Regions from separate parts of the Mus musculus genome. Here regions 1 and 2 are each linked to region 3. Evidence: chromatin contacts called from public Hi-C and HiChIP or PLAC-seq data. All regions are on one chromosome and are shown on one strand. The core of a region is the stretch at or near the end of the contact, and the rest is flanking DNA. Distances in the headings are between cores, read along the strand shown.

What was found. Hi-C and Micro-C count contacts between places; a contact is called where the count stands out from the background. HiChIP or PLAC-seq counts read pairs in DNA pulled down with a chosen protein or histone mark.
Region 1: an H3K27ac HiChIP or PLAC-seq map of regulatory T cells shows a contact between it and region 3, with 10 times the contacts expected there. The contact joins two enhancer-like sites. A contact is called at or near these places in 1 of 15 datasets of contacts at CTCF or cohesin (pro-B cells), 40 of 484 Hi-C or Micro-C datasets (CD4 T cells, CD8 T cells, LSK cells and 22 more) and 6 of 115 datasets of contacts at active chromatin or transcription factors (T-cell acute lymphoblastic leukemia, Th17 cells, astrocytes and 2 more).
Region 2: a contact with region 3 is called in a Hi-C map of uterus, with 5 times the contacts expected there. The contact joins two enhancer-like sites. A contact is called at or near these places in 1 of 39 promoter capture datasets (hippocampal neurons), 5 of 15 datasets of contacts at CTCF or cohesin (embryonic stem cells, large pre-B cells, pro-B cells and 1 more), 63 of 484 Hi-C or Micro-C datasets (the AtT-20 cell line, B cells, the Ba/F3 cell line and 30 more) and 2 of 115 datasets of contacts at active chromatin or transcription factors (embryonic basal ganglia and stem cell-derived neural progenitor cells).

What each region holds. Positions count from the first base shown.
Region 1 is chr16:76,764,333-76,769,019 of GRCm38.p6, forward strand. The region is part of intron 1 of Gm30790 (predicted gene, 30790); the gene reads right to left. Among named protein-coding and RNA genes, the nearest start is that of Gm30790, 12 kb to the right of the region's middle. Within about 2 kb of position 1,504, at least 19 of the 459 cell types and tissues checked have an H3K27ac peak or open chromatin away from gene starts, as enhancers often do. A contact at or near this core is called in T-cell acute lymphoblastic leukemia and regulatory T cells, where this site is marked.
Region 2 is chr16:76,894,667-76,899,329 of GRCm38.p6, forward strand. No RefSeq gene overlaps it. Among named protein-coding and RNA genes, the nearest start is that of 1700041M19Rik, 110 kb to the right of the region's middle. Within about 2 kb of position 1,820, at least 8 of the 459 cell types and tissues checked have an H3K27ac peak or open chromatin away from gene starts, as enhancers often do. A contact at or near this core is called in uterus, where this site is marked.
Region 3 is chr16:76,199,564-76,204,208 of GRCm38.p6, forward strand. All of the region lies in intron 2 of Gm30507 (a long non-coding RNA gene), which reads right to left. Among named protein-coding and RNA genes, the nearest start is that of Gm30507, 48 kb to the right of the region's middle. Within about 2 kb of position 2,823, at least 58 of the 459 cell types and tissues checked have an H3K27ac peak or open chromatin away from gene starts, as enhancers often do. A contact at or near this core is called in T-cell acute lymphoblastic leukemia, regulatory T cells and uterus, where this site is marked.

The DNA.
Region 1 (4,687 bases), core at 254-2,753, 560 kb after region 3:
GTAGCTTCGGGTGAGCTATAGAATCCTCACAGACTCATGACACTGTTACACTAATTGTTCTCGTGTAAATGAGTTAACTTGTGCATAAAGAACATAGCTAACATTCCCCAATTACCTGTGAAGCTGAGCTTTGAAGTCATAAGGGTAATTGCAGACCTGTACTCGATGCCAAAAAGTCTAGATTTAGCTGTGGGAGGCTTGGGGCATGAGGAAGGTGAGTGTGAAGATTCAGTGCCAATCCTGGCCAACAATCTAACAAGTGGTGGTATCCAGTGATCTCCAGAGTTCAAGTGCGTCCAGTCCTTCGCTCTTCTCCAGAAGAATCTATGGAAGAAATGAGGTAGTCCTGGTACCTCAGACCTAAAGCACAGCCTGGATCTAAACTGAGTTGGACTGGCAGTTTGAAACTAAGGAAGATATTGTGATGCTTGGACTGTTTTCTGGACAGCATCTAACTGACATGTGGCAGATGGATTTGAAGGGTTTTCTGTTGGTCTTTGACACCATTTTGAAAGCAATAATATTTCCTATTTCATATCATTTGGTTAGTATCTTCAGTTGGCATAGTCAAATCAGCAAAACTAAAACTACTACCACTACTACTACTGCTACTACTACTACTACTAATAATAATGATAATAATAATAATAATAATAACAATAACAGTAATAATATGTTTTCAGAGAAGAAAACTCTGTAAGAAGAGCAGCCCTTGACAAAAAAGAGTTTCTGTTCCAAATGACTCTGTGTGTGTTTGTTTTGCAGTGTTGCAGGGACACTGTGAAGTAACAGCACCTCCTCAGGATGACTTCAGGACTCAGAAGAGGCAAAACCTCTGCCCTACCCAATGGGCCCCAGGCATGTGAAGCCTGTCAGGAGAAGATCATAAATTCTGCAGAGGGGAAGGGGAGCAGAAGGGAGGAGAGCCACAAAAAAACCCCCGTGCACTTAGAAGAAAGAGTTACTTAACACATCGGGAAGTGCATTTAATAAATGAAGTCAGCTACTTCAGCAGGCCACGTTCGATCTCTCCGGAGGTTGTTGAACTTTCTGTAAAAAGTCATTTTTATGCTGCTTGCTTTTCTTCTGGAATTTCCTTCAACTCTCCTGTATGAAATGCATGTGTAAGCAGCTGACTGAGAAAGGGCTGAGGTCAAAGTTAATAAGGAAAGCTGATGGTATGAAGGCAGGCTGTCTTTTCTTAACCTGTCGGAGTTCAAGAGACTTCGTGATTTGGACATGCAATGCGAGCACTTTTGACACCCGGCCTCTTTTTCTTCTAAAAAGAAAAAAAAAATCTGTCTCAAATAACTGAGATGTGGGAGGCAGTCAGGGTGGGAAGTGTCCTGTTGATGGAATTACAAAACTGAACTTTCTTGACCTGATCTCCTTCACAGACTGGCCTTTTATCTTTAAAGGTGGCACGGTAAAGAGTCTGCAGAAAATGATCTTCAAAGATTTGGAAGGATCAAATACTACCTTAAAATGTCAGGACTACTGAAGTCACAGGATGTTCAGACCGGAGAAGAACAGAGCAAAGCGTGTGTGTTTGGTAGGGGGCAGAATTAGGTACTCCTTCACACAGGGGGACAAAAATAAACTTTTCAGCAAGCATATAAAGAATAAACTCTATCCATCTTTGAAAGCATGTGTGTATACACAGTCCCTCGGGAGTCCTTAGGTTTTAATTTGGGGAAACAACTGGATCCGTTTGTCATATAAAATAGTATCCCCCTAATCTACAAATTTTTTGCCCTACCCCAGGAGGCATTTAACTGAAACTTGGAGCATGTATGGTGAGGTTCATCAGACGAGCAGGTGCCAAACTTAAGATTTATAACCACCCTGAAATGAATGCTATGCTTCTCTGGAAGACTACCTGCCTCATCTTAGCATGAGATAAAGCTTAATATAAGACAGGACAACTCAGAGATGTTTAAATAAAAACTTCACGTGACTGAAAATACAGAAAGAAAGAAAGAAAGGAAGGAAGGAAGGAAGGAAGGAAGGAAGGAAGGAAGGAAGGGGGAGGGAGGGAGGGAGGGAGGGAGGGAGAGGGAGAGAGAGAGAGAGAGAGAGAGAGGGAGGAAGGAAGGAAGGAAGGAAGGAAGATTATGGATGTGGCAAGGGGGAACCAATTTTTCTTGATTTGTGATTTGTAAAAACCACAGTTGTCATACTTGACTTGGTGGCAGGGGAAAAAAAAGAAATTCTAGTGTTTAGAAATGTGTGTTTGCATGCTTCTATGTAAATTAGCTTCTGAACTATTGAAGTAATGGCCTCCTTCTGCTGTGTATTCACTTGACTTTTTTTCTTGTCAAGTCATGTTTTTTTTTTCCCCTAGTATCTGAAAATGTGCCAAGCTAAATGTCAATGCCTCCATAAGGGAGATTTAGATTTCCTTTTGGAGCAGATAGAAGCCTCAGATGACAAACATTGCTTATCATGAATGTCCCTCCCGCCTGCCTGTGTGCCTTACCTCAGAACAAGGTCAAAGGAGCCACCAGAGAAGAGCTATGATTTGTTTGACTTGACATTCCCCAGTATCTCCCTTTGTCATTCCTGTATCCTCATTCCGGGTGAGAGCGAGGCAAGCAGCAAGCACTTGCTCTTAGGTATACCTGGCTGCCTGCCCTGCATACCACAGCAAGCTGCTGTGAATTCCCCTGTTTAAAAAAAAGTAACAGTGGAAAGAAGAAGAAGAAGAAGAAGAAGAAGAAGAAGAAGAAGAAGAAGAAGAAGAAGAAGAAGAAGAAGAAGAAGAAGAAGAAGAAAAGAAGTAGTCCCGTTTGATGCCAATGGTGTTATAGACAGCATTTTTGCAGGGTGAGTTTAGAAATATTTTCTCAGGACAGATTATAGCTATGAAACATAACTAGTTTTCCTTCCTCCCTCTTCTGTGCTCCCTTCTCCCTCCTTCTTTCTCCTCTTCCTCTTTCTCCTCCTCTTCATTTCTTCCTCCTCTCCCTACTAAAAGAGCTTTCGTCTCATCTTCAAGCCATACTTTACCAACACACACTGTGACAGACACTGGCATGGCCTGCTATGAGGGGTCGGTTTTGATATCCTTGTGGTCATCTCTTCTAAGGCAAGTCTTGTGAATGAAGGGACCCAAAACATCCAACTTGGGAATGCTTTTGCGGTCAATAAACATTCACGGATATACTGTTTTGAGGACAACTTTTACTCTGTGAATCCTATTCCTGTCCCATTACCTCATGTCTCCCGCTCTTCCTTCTTGGATGTTCTATCAGAGCATCCGGACCTTCAGCTGCCTGTGGCCCATTGGAGTTGCTTCTCTGATGGTGTTTCCCAGCACCTACTGTGACCTGCCACCTTTTCAACTTCAGGATTTGTTTCTGAAGCAGTAAGGATAAGGCTGAGTTTGGAACTCAGTTACATTGCTTAAAAGGACTTCGTGAACAAACCTAGTCACTCGATTTAAGGAAGCCAGGCTCCTCTGACTAAGCAAGAGGGAAATGACCTATTTTAAACTCAAGTCCTGAAAATGGCCACTTCTCATTCCAAAGTAGGGGAGCTGAAGGTGAATCAGAGGGGGAAAAAAATGAATGCTCTCCACATAACCTTTCCATTAAAGCAATGGAGAGAGACCTTGGGTAATGCCTTTCAACATATTCACAAGAAGACAAAGGGTATTTGTCTATGTAGTGCTCTGTAAGAGATCCCTTGACAATTGAGAGCGTTTCTAAAGGTGTAAGGGAAAATGTCTTTATGCAGATTTGTAACGAATTCTTCTCAAATTTTCTCCTTCTCTTTTTCATGTTTCATTTCTAGTTCTGATGATCATCTATGAACTATCCCCCTCCCCAAATATAAATGGAGACTGGTGTTTCCACACAACTGAGATTGAAATTAAAAGTGAAAAGTAAGCAAAGCTAGCCAAGGCCCTGGACTCAAAGAAATGGAATTCACTCTTTGTAAGCTTTAAATGAAGAAATGTTAATGGCGGCAACGCTCTTGATGGAGACCCGGGCACAGTTTCAAGACTTACCCTGGCTCTGGCAACATTGGCCACCTCTTAGATGAAGGGGCGAGGGAACATTACCGGAACACCGTTAGAAGTGTGATGGAGAAAAGAGTTTCCAGGTGCAGCTTTGGAGGTTTAAAGCAGCCACACAAGATGCAGAGCTAACACAGGGGAGGAACAGAAAATTCATATCATGGCTTCTTGTGCCTTCAGTTCATCGATCATCTGCCAGTTTATCCCAGGGGCCACAAGTAATCAGTAACCTGCTAGCAGGTTTAGGATTGCAGAGGCTTCCTGAGGCACAGAACAGAGAAGATGCCACCTCTGAGGGAGAATTTGGAGTGGAGAGAAAGGCATACCCAACATCAAACTTCCTCTTTGATTAAGGAGTAAGATGAACTCAACATAGGGTCTGTATACAAACCGGCTTTGGGAGAGACAAGTGCTATAGACAGAATGGTCTTGCCCTTAGCTCCTACACTGAGTGTGACTGCCCCCTGGAGACGAGGTTCACTAGGGTGTGCGGAACAGCATGTTGTTTCTGAAATCCACGACATGGGTTTTATTCTTGTGAAGTATTAAGATGATTGAAGCTTAATTGCATGTTGTTGGGAGGCAGAATTCGGGGATTGACTACGAACAGAGCGTATCGTCAGGATGGAGCTGTCGCAATTCAATATTGGTGACTTTTAAAGAAGA
Region 2 (4,663 bases), core at 570-3,069, 690 kb after region 3:
CGTTGTTGCTGCAAAGTGACAACTGCCAAGACCGAGGTATTCTGAAGTGAAGTGAAACGTTGTAGAAGCACTGATCCAAATGTTCTCTTGCCGTGGAAGTCAAAGAGGACACTGGTATTAACCTGAGGTTTTTAAAGTTTTGCATTTGAAGGGATTCAAGGCTCTCTCCCTTCCAAAATGGCCCGTGGGCATTTGAGAAACCAGCAAGAGCAGAAAGGTCACCCTCACCTTCCCTGTAGCCCCTTCTGTCCTGAAGGAAGTCATAAAACCTAGAAAGAATTCTTTGACCTCCTCCCCTAAGGCATGCAGTAAAACCCAGATGACCTTCTCCTGCAGCAAGCCATAAACCTTTCATTTGTGTGCCCTCTCTTACCCCTAGGAAGACCCTGGCCTTCTCTCTAAAGAAGGGACATGGAGGAAAATCGGAGCAAGCGCATCCTTTTCAGGTCCCTGGTTTATTGTGGCTGAGTTATCCCCTTCAGTTTTTTAGTTTAGTTTTCCCCTCTGATTCTGAATGTCCGTGCCTTTCTCATCTGAAACAGAATCATGATCAGACTTCCCACTTCTTCATCTTTTCATTTCTCAGCCTCCCATACCAAATAATTTTATTGCTAATCTGCCCTTCTATAGAAGACATGAATCCGAAGGTAGGTAAGAGACTAACTTTTTCTCCCCAGCAAAACCCACTTGTCAAAATGAACTCCAAGTCTATTAGACGCCAGACTGTCTCCCTCATGTCCTCCTCTGTCCCAACTCTTTCTTTTATTTTAGACTTAAAATAAGGATAAATTGCTTTTAACATTTTGGGACCACAGTGTATGAGTGAATCCCAACCAACCCCAATAGCTTTGCCTCCGCCTCCAAACTGAGTCTGTCAGTAACTTCCTGGAGCCTTGGGCTTGGTTTTGTTGTTGTTGTTGTTTTGTTTTGTTTTTGTTTTTCCTTAGTTTTACTTAAAGGATCTAAAATTCAAGTGCTCAAGTTAGCATTTTGAAAAGATCTATGAATTTTTACATTGTAAAGGAGCTGCCTGCCTATTGCTCCAAACCACAGTGGTTTCAAACACAGCCTCTGCTGGAGAATTTGGTCAGCTACCTATTCCCTAAGCCCCACTTCCCACACATTTCCCCACGCCCAGGGAGAACTCTTAGGTCTAGAGGCTACAGGGATTATCCATTCAGACTGTCAAAAATAACTGCAACAAAGAATGGTTCTGCATGGTCAAAAGTCCTGCTCAGGTGGGGGAATTGCATCATCTGGGCTCCATCCACCCAGGAGCAGTAATTGTGTGTGTGCTTGTGCTCATCTGGGAACAGCAGCTCGGTGTACCGTGTGGTTAGTGACTTACCGGCTTACCAACACTTGGCCTTGTGTTCCCTGTATTGGATTGAAGTTAACTGTCCAGTTACATAATCCGTTCTAGTTTTCATTTCATTAGATCTCTAGTACAATAGATGTCTTCTGTGAGTTCCTCCCAATTAGCATTTCATAGCATTTCATTACTAAAAGGCAAGATCTTTACCCTACCACCTTTAAAAAAAGGCTCAGTGGCTTAGAGCTTTTTTTTTATTATTTTTAAGAGAGAGAGAACACAAACTTTAGATCATTAACCTGTTCTTGCTTGTTGTTTGACATTTCAAATGTGTTGCTCTCTTGCTAATAACTCTTCCCAAAGTGCACAGGAGGAGAATGCACTCTTTCGGATGCTCCGGCACAGCAGCACTTTAGCTAACAGACAATAATAAATCCGGACTGACAGGGAGTGCTGACCGCGGCGCATTCTGTGGTGAGAATGGGCCGGACTTGCAGCTTCCCATTAAATTAATGAGAAGCCTGGGCCTCTTTGACCAGCAGGAGAGAGCAACAGAACTGAGGCTCTGAACGCGGTCCTACGTGCTGGGAAGGGAAGCAAGGGGAAAGGGCAACCACTTCAGTTAAGCGCTTGGCTTTGACAGGCTTCTCCTCCACGCGCTCCAGGGTTCTCCCAACTTTTAGGAATGGTTGCAACTAACATAGCCTGTTGGAGTATTTTAGGTTATCTCTACCGTCGTTTCTTAAATAAACAAGAAATTCAAAGACCAGGAGTCCGTGCAGGTCTCTAAAACTGTCTGCCGAAAGCATGCTCTTAGTTTGGACTGCTGGAAAGGATTTTCATGTTTGGTTTGTTTGCTTTTTGGCTCACTTACGTCTTAATCTGCTTTATATGGGGAGACACACCACTTATTTAAAGGTTAAAATTTTAAATAAAACTTGGAACCTACTTTGAAGTTTATCTTGAGTTACTGAATGTCAAAGAGTTAGCCAAGATGTACTGGGAACAATTTGAATGGCCTGGAACATGTCATTTAGTCTTCCAAGGGCTCACCTTTCCACTTGTAAAAGATTAATATTACACACACACACACACACACACATATATATATATATATAATATAGGACATATATAATCCAATATAGGATTAATATCATATATAATATTATATAATTAATATTTTATATATTATATAGGAATGTATATTATATATAATATTATATATATTATACACACACAATATGTGTGTGTATGTGTGTGTGTGTGTTTGGGTTATGTGTGTGCATATGCATATATAATATGAATGTATAAGCATGTAATGTATATATATATGATGTAATATATATGTATGCATACAAATGTATGTATTCTGCTCTCCTTAACAACAAATGCAGATGTGCTTCCTAGAATTCATGATTTCTTGGGCACAGATCTTTCTGTACAAACGGGACTAGCGCCCTACCTGTTGTACCCTCCTGTGGTAGACCAGGCCGGTTCTAACTCAGAGGTTAGGGATCCAGCCCATGCTGAGATGTTTTTCCCACTGCTGCTCTGACCATCCTTCTCCTTGCTTGACACGTCACCTGGTTAACAGGCGTTGGTCATTGAGCCCTGACACAGCTTAGGTGATATTTGACCTTTTTTAGTCTATAATTCATTCTTGGAATTTTCCACTAAAAAAATCCTTACATATTACTATGAAATCTTTCATTTCCTATATTTTAAAAAAATATAGGAGACATATTCTCACAGCTTTTTCCATCTAATAATGTATTTTCTAATCTTCAGTATGCCTTGGATTTTCTCTCAGAAGATGGAAGCTTAAAAAAAAGGTTAAAGACGGAAGACAATACTCAAGTTCGGATGCAAGTGTTTGTTTACTTGCTATTATTATTACTGCTCACTCTTCTCGGCTAGCTTTACACCTCTCATCCTCCTGCTTCCGGAACCTTCCAAGTGTTGGGACTGCAGCTGTGAGCCACTCTATCTGTTTGCATAAGAATTTGAAATTGTCACAATCCCTAACATTAACACAAAAAGCTCAGAGGTTTGTTGGATCGGTATTGTTCCAGGCAATTCTAAGAGAGCTCAAATCCAGGGAATTTAAACCAGACTTTAATATCCAGAGTTCTTTGCAAGCTTCTTTAAAATTCTCCAACCATGAAAGAAAGCAACCTGAAATAGGGCTTACTATGTGATAAGCACGTGAATGCATTTGTTTAGCTTCTACAAGTGTGGACGTCACGATGTATGAAGATGATGTAGAGGGGCTCCTGAGATGGCTCAGCCAGTATCGTGCTTTCTGCACAAGCACAGGGGCCCAAGTATGGATCCTCAGCACAGACATAAAACCCAGGCCCGACTGGCATATGTCTGTGCGTAACCCCAGTGCTGGCGAGGCCATGACGGGAGGCTCTGAGCTGCTGCTGCTGCTGCTGGCAGCCAGTAGAGCTCAGTTTCTGAGCCCCGGGTTCACAGAGACCGTGCTTCGAAAAACCAGGGGTGGAGAAACAACATTGAGAACAACATTGGGCATTGACCTCTGGTCTCTACATGCTCAGGCGCGCGCACACACAAACACACACACACACACACACACACACACACACATGTATTTACACACAAGTTTAAGGAATGGAAACTTAACCACTGGGAGGTCATGACTCTTCTTTGGACCCATCCTGTGATGATGTCCACTCACACTGTCAGGCATGTCTTAGAGCTATGGGGTGAGGTATTTGGGCAAGCTTCGTCATGCCTTTTTTGCAACATTTTTTATTTATTTATTTTTTAGGTATCCTCCTCATCTGCCCTTTGCACTTCTTTTTCTCTGTCCTTCTTTAAAGTCAAAGCCTAACCTTCCCATTTAAACTCTTTCACGTTTGCCAACGTTCTTAATCTAACCATCAACCTACTTTATTATTAGTTAGTGCCGATTAAGAAATAGCTAGCCTATATCATTTACAAATAACATCTGATTTACAACATTGTACGGTTATGCCATATTGTTATTGTATTTACAGATTTAAAAAATAAAAACTTAAAGACATATAGCAATGTGCCTAAAATCAATTTGGTGCAGGCTGAAGGAAAGTAGCCAATCCCATAAAAACATCTAAGCCCCAGGAAGCAAAGCAAAATGTCTCCGAGATCAGGCGGTGGAATTTAGCTATTTAATTATTCACGTCATAGCTTTGATCATTTATCTTTGTTTTTTTAATGTCACTTCAACTTTCTCCAAGAAATTGTTCCACACAGAGGAAAAGGAAAAGGAAAAGAAAGAAAAAAAAAAAAAAAAAAAAAATCACTGTAGATTTCACGGACTACGATTGCCATCTTGTGTCCAAGAGT
Region 3 (4,645 bases), core at 1,573-4,072:
ATTTTTTTGAATGTAGATAGTTTGGTGCTGTGTAGCAGAATCAATGAGAATTTGTTTCTAGATGGCTTCACCAGTGTGGACACCCGTCACATACTTCCAAATTGCTGAGAAAATACATTCTTTTAAAATGGCTCATTAAAAGCAGACATAGTCACTCGTGCCTAATATCTTAGTATTCAGTAGATGGAGATAGGAGGATCATGGATTCAAGGCCAACCTGGGCTACACAGCAAAACCTGAGCTACCCTGACTCAAAGCAATAAGAGTAACACAAACGAATAAAATAAGTAAATAAGAATGTCGTATAAGGCTGGGCGTGGTGGCGCACACCTTTAATCCCAGCATTTGGGAGGCAGAGGCAGGCGGATTTCTGAGTTCGAGGCCAGCCTGGTCTACAAAGTGAGTTCCAGGACAGCCAGGGCTACACAGAGAAACCCTGTCTTGCAAAACCAAAAAACAAAAACAAACAAAAGAATGTCGTATAAGACTGCCTTGTCCGGCGCTCCTTTACTCCTTCCAGTCCTGGCTCCAGAGTGCTCCCTGCAAATCCACGAGGAAGATGAAGCCATTTTCTCTAGAACTATCACATCACCCGTATAACTAAAATGTGCTTTTCGTTTTGCTCTGAACCCCCTTTCAGTTTATCTCTACTAGGGAGCAATCATTCCATTCCTCCCCAGGAAGCTCTCAGAGGTGGAGTGTAAGGTGAGGACTGAAGACCTGCGATAACTCAGTCCAGCACGTGGGCCACACCTACCAGGTCTTGGAAAATAAGATTGGAGAGGGAAAAGGAAGACAGGAGTTAGCAGAAGGGAACTTGACTGTTGTCCAAGCACAGGGGCTCAGCTTCCCCACTCAGTTCCTTTCTTAGGAAAAAAGTCATTTCAGTTTCCTACACTGGAAGGTGGATGAAGTCTAAAAAGCCCCCTGCTGGCCACTCCTATTTCCACCCTATCAGTGCCTTTAAAATATAAGGCATACAAATTCCCTTACTTTAGCCATATTTATAACATAGTTTAACTTTCCATAACTAACTGGGATTTCTTCTACTTTCTCTTTTATTTAATTAAATCGACTATACCAATGCAAACTGCTAAAGACATGTCCCTGACTTGACTGTCTTTGATCTTTTTAAAAAAATAAAATAAAATCAATTGTTTAAAAAAAAAAATACATGTTTCTGGTGAAGTAGAATCTAAAATTATGTAACTAATGGATTGGTTTGTTATTTTTATCCTAAAGTGAAGAGAAATGTTGTTGTTTTTTTTTTTTTTTTACTATCTAAAGAACATGAAAAAAATTTAAATTAAGTAATAAATCAGTTTTGTCCAAAATTATTTAGACTAATGATTCCCTGTCTTAGTCTAGGAAACTGGCAATAATTATGCATAACAAACAAAAGCCTTGGCTGACTTTGTTCCATGCTCTAAGTTTACTCTACGAGGTCAGTGTGCAGACTTCTCTAGAAAAGAGAATTTCCTGGGGCAGACTGACCCAGGTTGTACAGGAATGTAAATAAAAATGATTGAGGATTCCTTTCTTTGCATAGAACAAATATTTCATGACTTTGTATATTATAATCCTCTTTCTCGTGTCTAACAAAGACATCATAGCATCAGCCAAATACTTAAAGCCTACTATTAAGATAAAAGCATTACTCCAATTTGTCATCACTTCTATTTAATTATATTTGTAAAAGAAGTGTGATTAATGGCACAGAAAGCAGATGCTTTGTAAGAGTGACAGCCATGTCACTGTGAACACAAAACGTTCCTCTGAAATGGACTCCAGGGTCTTCTGCCTAGCAAACTTGGGCAAGCGTGGACGTGCAAGAGAGAGCTGCCACAGTAATGTTTTAGTATTGCCATAGCTTTGGATGAGATTCTCTTCCACGTGAACAAGTCTTTCCTCATTCCTGACATCACTAACCTTTAGCAAGTCTATGGTTCCTCCATTCCACAGCCTTTGTAAAAACAGGAATGAATCTGCTACATGGTGTTCTGTACGTGAGCTTAAGAACGTTACTTACTGTATTCCAGAACACATTACTCCTTCAGGCTAGGGATACACCTGCATGACGGAACATCTCCTACCATGTGTGCATTCCTGTGATTGCTTCCTAACACCACAAAGGGCACAAAAAAAAAAAAAAAAAAAGGCAAAACCTTAAGCTCTCAGAGTCAGCATTATGAACGCAAGCCAGGACACGCTAAACTTTTCCTGAGGCAGAGTCCAGTCGAAAACTTTATGACAATCTTCCTGGATTGAGCTTTGCCTAAGATCTTCCCGTTGGTCATGAGACAGTCAGGGGACTAAAAGTGTGTCACTTGATTAAGTTTTTCAGGCTGATAACAAGAAGGTAAGCAACTATGTTATCCAGGAGGTTCCAAAGTCCCATGTCCATTCTGGGTCAACTACAATAATTCCCCTTCCTACGTCCAGACACTGCCTGTCACCTAAAGCCCATTAGGGGGCAATTTCCTAAAGCTGAACCCGAAGAGATTATGGGCTGCCCAGCTCAACCGAAGAAGCCAGCTAGTGTGAGTCACCAGAAAGTTCCTATAACCTAAGAACTTCTCTTACAGAAAATGCTACTTCCCAGGCTATCAAAAGAATCATCTTTCCCCTCAGGGCAAGGCTGGCTCTGCACACACAAATAGAGAGCATTTTCTTCGGCCTCCAGTTCAGATGGAGAAGAGTGATTTCTGTGTTGTTTATGTTCACTTGCTCTTTCAACCTAAGTTCAAAGGTTTGACTGCACCTCAGCACTTCAAACCCTTGGGCGGTGATCGCAACGTTCCATTGCATAGACACTCCTGAGGGGGGCAACATTGAACCTGTCAAGGATGGTTTCCCCTGCTTCTGGGCTCTAATGCTTCTCTCTCTACCAGTAGAGCTTTCAGCAGGAAAGACTCATTGATTTAGAAAGAAAAATGCTCCAGGTTCAAAGTTGAGCCAAGCAGTCCTTCCGTCCCACCAACAAATGCTAAGTACATATTCACTCGTGTTTGCTTTCTCAAGAGAGATTAGGAAAAGGAAATAGGAACACATTTGTATAGAATTTTCCTGAATCAAAAGTTATTATTGAAACCCAATACTATCCTGAAGCAAACAACCTTCTATACACAGTTTTAATATCAATTAGTTAATTGAAAATACTAATTGCCTATAAAAACATTCCATTTTCACTGAAAAACATCCACAACACATAAAGTATATTTAAATATACGATACACTAGGAAACAAAACAACCTGGAAGCACTGCTAATTACTTTGTCTTGCCAAGTTTGAACAAAGGGGATTCAATTTTGTTTCTTTAGTTCTGGGAACTGAACCCAGGGTCCTGTGCATGAGAAACAGAGAGTCAGAAACTCCAAATGTTGAACAAACTTTGACTTCCTCATAGAAAAATGAACCAGTGATTTCTCTAGACTCTGAGGGAAAAGCAGTCTTTTCAGATTATAAACTGTGAATGCCCTTCTCTTTCTAGACCACTGTGTTATGACAAATTGGCTACGTTTTATAACTGAGCAATGTTTTGACTCTTGGGGAATACTATAAAGTATGGAAAAACATGTGAGTATACATGTACTCTCATATAACCCAATAAGCTTACGTCAGTATAAGTGTTTTTGAACTGACTGTAATAGTCTAAGAGTTTGTGTTGACAGGAAGCACATAACCAAACACATGATTATGTTAGTAACCATATAAATATAAACTTTAGTGAACTAGAGCATTTCATTCTATATTACTTCACTAAGAAAATGTACTTGCTGCCTTAAGACTCCTTCACTGTACACTGATGAGCAGCTAGGATTCTCAAAGACTCTCAAATCCTCAGCGTTCTGTTGACTTCGGATTATGCACTTCTCTTGTTCACAGGGACCCTTATCCACTTGACACTCACTAAGCCACTGCTGTGAACTTTGCTTTGAGTTTGATCTCAGTGCTCTCCAAAGCCACTAATCATTTCTTCAATGTAAAACACAGTGAGTGCTTGGACATCACATATTTAATATTTTTGAATGATATTGCTACTTTCCTTAAAAATTTGCATTAAAATCCAACTCCTGGGGCCCCAGAAATATGACCTTACTTGGAAGTAGAGTCATTGCAGATGTAATTTGTAATAGGATGAGGTCATACTAGAGTAGGCTGACCCTTCCGCCAATATTTCTGGTACTCTTATCCATAAATGTGTCTCTGATGTTAGAGACACAATGTGACAGTACAGACAGATTGTTGTGCACTCCCAAACCAAGGCAACCAAAAATTTCTGGAGAACCATAAGAGAATCAGGAAAGGCAACAAAGAGTTACCCTACAGATTGTAGAGGTGGCCTGTAGCTTCCAACAACTCCAAAGAACCTCGAGACAATAGAGCACTATAGTTTTCAGAAGCCTGGCTTAGAGTAGTTCACCATGGAAGTCTACTGCATACCTTAAGACCACTAAGCCCTGCACTGTATTTTTTTCAAACAACCATACTACAGTCTCAACAAGATTCTTCCCAGTTCCTAATATGCTGAGGTTCCTTGAGACACCGAAAAAACCTCACACTCTATGACCATGTATATGTTAGGGCTTGTCAAGTTCATAACCATAGTTTGCCTACATCAACCAATGAACTATATGACTATATA